Regions from separate parts of the Mus musculus genome. Here region 2 is linked to region 1. The links are chromatin contacts, called in public promoter capture Hi-C maps. All regions are on one chromosome and are shown on one strand. Each heading gives the region's core, a stretch centred on a gene start, on an enhancer-like site or on the middle of the called end of the contact. The rest is flanking DNA. Distances are from core to core; before and after follow the strand shown.

What was found. Promoter capture Hi-C pulls out the DNA fragments that hold promoters and counts their contacts.
Region 2: a contact with region 1 is called in a promoter capture Hi-C map of pre-B cells, with 2.0 times the contacts expected there. The contact joins the promoter of Mettl27 here to the promoter of Rcc1l in region 1. A contact is called at or near these places in 1 of 39 promoter capture datasets (pre-B cells) and 1 of 484 Hi-C or Micro-C datasets (CD8 T cells).

Annotation. Positions count from the first base shown.
Region 1 is chr5:134,175,397-134,178,392 of GRCm38.p6, reverse strand. It overlaps Rcc1l (reculator of chromosome condensation 1 like), which reads left to right and starts at 1,626. Exons shown (of 11, transcript NM_033572.2): 1 at 1,626-1,993. The coding sequence starts at 1,679.
Region 2 is chr5:134,930,956-134,933,940 of GRCm38.p6, reverse strand. It overlaps Mettl27 (methyltransferase like 27), which reads right to left and starts at 1,568. Exons shown (of 6, transcript NM_024479.2): 1 at 1,531-1,568; 2 at 1,094-1,319; 3 at 340-468. The coding sequence starts at 1,216. 9030607J07Rik (a long non-coding RNA gene) reads left to right here and starts at 1,270. Exons shown (of 3, transcript XR_868588.3): 1 at 1,270-1,361; 2 at 1,553-1,715; 3 at 2,311-2,985.

The DNA of each region.
Region 1 (2,996 bases), core at 377-2,876:
CGCAGCGATGCCACACTTCACAGACTAGGTGTGTAACATATCCTTGAGCTTGTCTTGGGATTAAGTACACATTGGATGAAGTATGGGGCTTCAGATGGACCTCAGTTGACAGTGTGTTTCTAGCATGCAGGATGCTCTGGGTTCCATCCCAGGACTGTGTAAACTTGGCATAGTGGTGAACACTGGAGATAGGCAAAAAGGTCAAGAGTTCAAGGCCATCCTTGGGTACATAATGAATTCAAGCTCAGCCTGGGCTACATGAGACCCATCTGAAGGAAAACTAATTAGTACGTTCCTGTTTATCAAGAAATACACACTAAGGATGAGCAAAGGGAGTTCGGGGGGAAGGATCCACTCTGTATTAGGGGATAACTTTTAGGAAGCCCTGCCATGGACTGTAGTCTTTATTTCAGGGACTGAATTTCTCTGTGTAGCCTTCATGCTGGAATTGAGATCTAAAGGAAGTAAGAAGGGCCCCTGGAAGCCAGGTGTAGTTTAATCAGGGTTGAACCTGGCACACTGGCATGGGTCTGTAATCCCATCACTTGGGAGGCTGGGGTAGGAGAACTGTAGTGAGGTAGAGGCTAGCCTGGGTTACAGAGTGAGACCCTGTCTTAGAAAAATATTCAATTAGAGGGCTGGAGAGAGGGCTCAAGAGTTAAGAACACTGTGCAACAACAATGACAAACAAAACAAAATACTGTTTACTCTTCCAGAGGACCAGAGTTCTAATTCTAGCATTCACATGGGGGTGTGTGGGAGTGGGGTATCAACTGTAACTGCAGTTCTAGAGAATCTAACACCCTCTTCTGAGGCCTCCACAGACACTATACACGCAGGGTACACAGATATACATGCAGGTAAAGTACCCATATGCATGAAATAAAACCGCCTAAAATAAACTAAATCAACCAATCAGTGCTGGGTATGGTGGCACACACCATTCAGGAGGCAGGGGCAGGTTTGAGTTATCCTGGTCTACAGGAACAAAGCAAGTTCCAGGCCAGTTAGGGCTAAATAATGAGATTCTGTCACAAACAAACAAACAAACAAACCATATATATTAATAGGTTTTCTTTCTTCTAGGGTGGTTTGCAATTTGCAGCAATATTCCTGCCTCAGCCTAAAGTTGGGGTTACAGGTGTGAACCACTGTGCCCAGCTACCTTCCCCAGTTTTGCTTCCATGAGATAAGCATCTAGGATGTTCCCTCTGTCTCCTTTCAGTATTTATACAAAACACTTCTTGGAATTGGGAGAGTAGTCTGTGTTAACCTATACCCTAAGGATGTGTGAGGACCTGGGTTCAATTCCCAGCTCCACCTAAGTAACTCCACACCAAAACTAACACACACACACACACACACACACACACACACACACACACAGAATTTAAAAAGGGGCAGTAAGAATCATAGAACACTTCACAGACATCTTCAAATAATAGCTTGACACTCATTTAAGTCCCCTACTCATGGATAGACGGTGAAGCCATAGCCTTCTCAAGTCTTTGCTTTCCTGGAGTAGTAATCATCTGCCAATAGTAAACATGGTTGTCTTTCCCTTAGCGCGTCGCCTTCAGCCAGTAGTAAGCATGGCCGTATCTACTTCCGCCAGGCTAGAGGTCAAGGGTGACACAAGATGGCGGCGCCCATAAGCGGTTGAGGCGTGACGCGGAGGATGTTGGCGGCGGCCCGGGCTCTGCGGGGGCCGCGGCCGAGGTGGCCGACACCGGCTCGCGAGCACTGGACACCGGCCGGCCGTTCGCGGAGCCGGCGAGAAGCGGCCGAGGCCGAGGCGGACGTTCCGGTGTTTCAGTACGTGGGCGAGCGCGCGGCTCGCGCCGATCGCGTCTTCGTCTGGGGCTTCAGCTTCTCCGGGGCGCTCGGGGTGCCCAGCTTCGTGGTGCCGTCCTCGGGGCCTGGACCGCGCGCCGGCCTGCGGCCCCGACGCAGGATCCAGCCGGTCCCCTACCGCCTGGAGCTGGATCATAAGGTGGGGGCAGTGGCATCCTCGCTGGCATCTCTTAGGGAACTTTCTTCCCCGCGTGGCCGGATTTCCGGGAGCAATGACCTCCGAGATCCCGGGATCTGCAGAGGGAGGCATGAGGGGTGGCTGCCGAGAAGTCTGTTTCTCCCAGTGCTCCGTCCTTCACTGCTGAGCCTGTTTATCACGTCTGTGGATCTTGGGGTCTCGTTCAGCATTTTTAGCAGTTTGCTTGTGGCTCGAGAGAGTTTGGTGTCTTCCCTTACTTTCTTGCCCATTGGCGTAGCTTGACAATCGCACCAAGGATTCTGCCCTTAGATCATTCGCTCAGGCCCCCCCCCCCCCCAAAAGGCCGGAGCTGTCACCTCCCAGTTACAGAGGATGAAAGGGAGTAGCAGAGAGGTCAAGTAAGGTCCAGGGCCCCACAGCTGGGTGTAAATGGTGGTATTTGTAACTTAGACTAGACAGCTCCCTTGAGGGACGGGACATTCCACAGGTCGGAGGTGTGTCGGCTAGAGTCAGTGATGGGCAGCCGGAAAAGGAGATGCTCATCTGAGCGGTTAGAGGGGAAATAGGAGGTTGCCCATGGAGCTTCTAAGGTGGCTCACGCCTTTAATCCCAGCACTTGGAGGCGGAGGCAGGCTAATTTCTGAGTTCGAGGCCAGCCTGGTCTACAGAGTTCCAGGACAGCCAGGGGTACACAGAGAAACCCTGTCAAAAAGGGGGGGCGGGGAAGAGGCTCACTTTTCAAAAGGGCTCAGCCCGGCAGCCGTGGTGGCTCACATCTGTAGTCCCAGGACTTGGACTGGACGGTTGAGACAAGAGGATTGCCACAAGTTGTACTCTAGCTTGGGCTACACAGTGAGACCCTGTCTTTACCCTCGAAATGCTGTTATTATAGCCGTGTGCAACCGTTTCTGGTTTAAGTGGTGCTGGGGACGGGGAACCCAAGGGTTTTTGCCCTACAAGCACTGTGTCCACTGAGCTACTTTCTCCCTCCCAGTTCTCTTTT
Region 2 (2,985 bases), core at 319-2,818, 760 kb before region 1:
GGGGCGTGGCTCAGTGGTAGAGCTCCTGCCTAGAATCCCTCAGTGAGGGCCTGGGGGTGTGGCTCTGTGGTAGAGCTCCTGCCTAGAATCCCCCAGGGAGGGGCTGGGGGCGTGGCTCAGATGTAGAGCACCTGTCTAGAATCCCCCAGGGAGGGGCTGGGGGCGTGGCTCTGTGGTAGAGCCCCTGCCTAGAATCCCCCAGGGAGGGGCTGGGAACATGGCTCTGTGGTAGAGCTCCTGCCTAGAATTTACTAGGCAGGGTCTCAGGACTAATTGAGCAGTAGCATGTAGGAGGTCCTGGGTGCTGAAGGGAAGGCAGGGTGGTGTATCAGATCTTACCTCCACAGCTACCAGGCCAGTGCCACAGGCCACATCGAGGATCAGGGCATCATGGGGTGAGCCCCGAAAGGCTCGACTGAGACAATCCACAGCAAGGCGTGGGGCTCGGTACTTCAAAGCAGCCACATCCTGAGGAGATAGCACTTAGCCCAACATAGTGTTTAGACGACTCACCTTGTGGGGTGCCCAAGTTCTGCCAGTTTGAGCTTGTGTGTTTTAGAGTTCAGATCCTCCTAGGACCCCAGTAACAGAAGACCCGAGCTTGAGGTGTCTTACTTTTTTTTCGAGACAGGGTTTCTCTGTATAGCCCTGGCTGTCCTGGAACTCACTTTGTATACCAGGCTGGCCTCGAACTCAGAAATCCGCCTGCCTCTGCCTTCCGAGTGCTAGGATTAAAGGCATGCGCCACCACTCCCGGCTTTGAGGTGTCTTACTGTCAAGGGACCCCACACTAGTGGGGATCAAGCTGGCTGGCTACTGGCTGTGGCAGCTCTTAGCTGGTCTGTCTATACCGAATGATGTCTCAATAGCGCCTCCTGCAGGCTCTCTCCTCGTGTTTGTTGCAGGATTAATTAGGGGTTGCTTACAGGTCAGCCGGGGTGGGTGGGGGTGGGGTGGGTGCAGGTCTCTAAGGAGCACATCTCCCAGGTCTCTTTTCAGCTCCAAGTTTCCCTGAGATGCATGGGTACTATTTTAGCTTTGCTTATAAAAACAGAATCTGAGCCACAAAAGTCGAGGACCCACGTGCTTTCACCTGGTCATACTCCGGAGCCCAGTCGTCATAGAAGCGGAGCTTGCAGGCCAGGTCGGTGATACCGTGGGAGGTTCCGACCCGGGCCAGTACTTGGGGCAGCCGCCCAGCCTCCTCCTGAGTCATTCTCCTGCGGGGGCAGAGTCCACCCAGTGATGAGGTCCTCCACAGTCTTCCGTCCTCCCTCACCCGGCGGAGGAGGTTATCAGTGCTCCAACGCGGTCCCAAGCTACAAACAAGACCTTGAGTGGGAGATGGCAGGAGCTGACCTGTACGCCGAGGCGCTGTTTGTATGGGGAGGGGCTCATAGAGCGGGGGCACTCCCGCGCAGGGAGGGAGGACTACGCCTCAGCCCATCATTCCCGGAGGTGGATCGGGGGCGCGGGTGGGGTTCTTCCTCACCACAAGGGTCTCCAAGAAGGTACAGGCTCAGAACTCACCGCGCGGAACCCCCTTCTCCAGGCAGACCCGAGGGAAGTGGAGGGGCGTGTCTGAGAGCCTGGCCCCGCCTCCAGCACCGCGACGATTGGGTTTCCGTGAGATAAAACAGCCAATCCGAGAAAGAAATGACAGACTACCCTCCCTGAGCCAATGAGCGTATTGCGTGAGAAGATCTCAAACTCACGTGAGGATTTGTTTTTGTTTTTTCACAAATAAAAAAGTTTCTCTCCCTGCCTCGCTTCCTCCCTCGCTCCCTTCCTCCCTCTCTTTTTTCCTTCCTTCCTTCCTTCCTCCCTCCCTCCCTCCCTCCCTCCCTCCCTCCCTCCCTCTTTCTTTCTTTCTTTCTTTCTTTCTTTCTTTCTTTCTTTCTTTCTTTCTTTCTTCTTCCTTCCTCTCTTTCTTTCTTTCTTTCTTTCTTTCTTTCTTTCTTTCTTTCTTTCTTTCTTTCTAAGGTCTTGCTATGGAGCCCAGGGTGACTTGGAACTCCTTATATAGACCAGGTGGACCTCTGCCTCCCAGGAACTGGGATTTAAGCGTTGTGCCATTGCTCCTGGGTACAGTATTTAAAAAACAAACAAACCCGAAAACAACAAAAAAACCAATTTATTTGGGGGGGGGGGCAGATGGTGTGTAGCAGCCAGAGAGCCATTTTTTGATTCCTCCTCCTACCATGGGACTTCCAGGCATGGGACTCAGATTCTCAAGCTTGGCAGCAAGTGCTTTGATCTGCTCAGCCATCTCACTGATCCCCGTTTTTTAGTATTTGTATGGTTTCTTAGGGTCTGAAAATCCAAAACAACCCATGCAGACACAAGAGTCCACGCAAAGCAAGAACTTTGTTTGAGTCAGGCGCAGAAACTGACCAGACAGGGACAACAGCACCGACTTGGGAGCAGACTGCGTCTTCCAATGTTCATCTTAGTAGTTAAACAGCTGGTAAAACTTTATTGTGCTCAGACCGCTGCTGATCGATCAGGACCGAAGAACAGACCTGGAAGTTGGACTTCCCCTCAGAGCCGGAATGGTACAGAGGTTTTAAGCTCGAAAGCCACAAATATCTGCCCCTATATGCAGTCACAACTCAGAATCATTTATTCGTTCATAATTAGAAACAATCATTATGTTTTGGGGAACAAAAAAAAAAAAAGCCGGGCGGTGGTGGCGCACGCCTTTAATCCCAGCACTTGGGAGACAGAGGCAGGCAGATTTCTGAGTTCGAGGCCAGCCTGGTCTACAAAGTGAGTTCCAGGACAGCCTGGAACTCAGAGAAACCCTGTCTCAAAAAAAAAAACCCAATAATAATAAGAAGAAGAAGAAGAGGAAGAAGAAGAGGAAGAAGAAGGAGGAGGAAGTTGGCTAGCCATCTGGGAAGTCCTTGGCTCCCCTAGAACCTGGGAATTTAATCTTCATTTCTCCTTAGGATCTAAGTGGAATGAAACAAAACGGCATTTCCA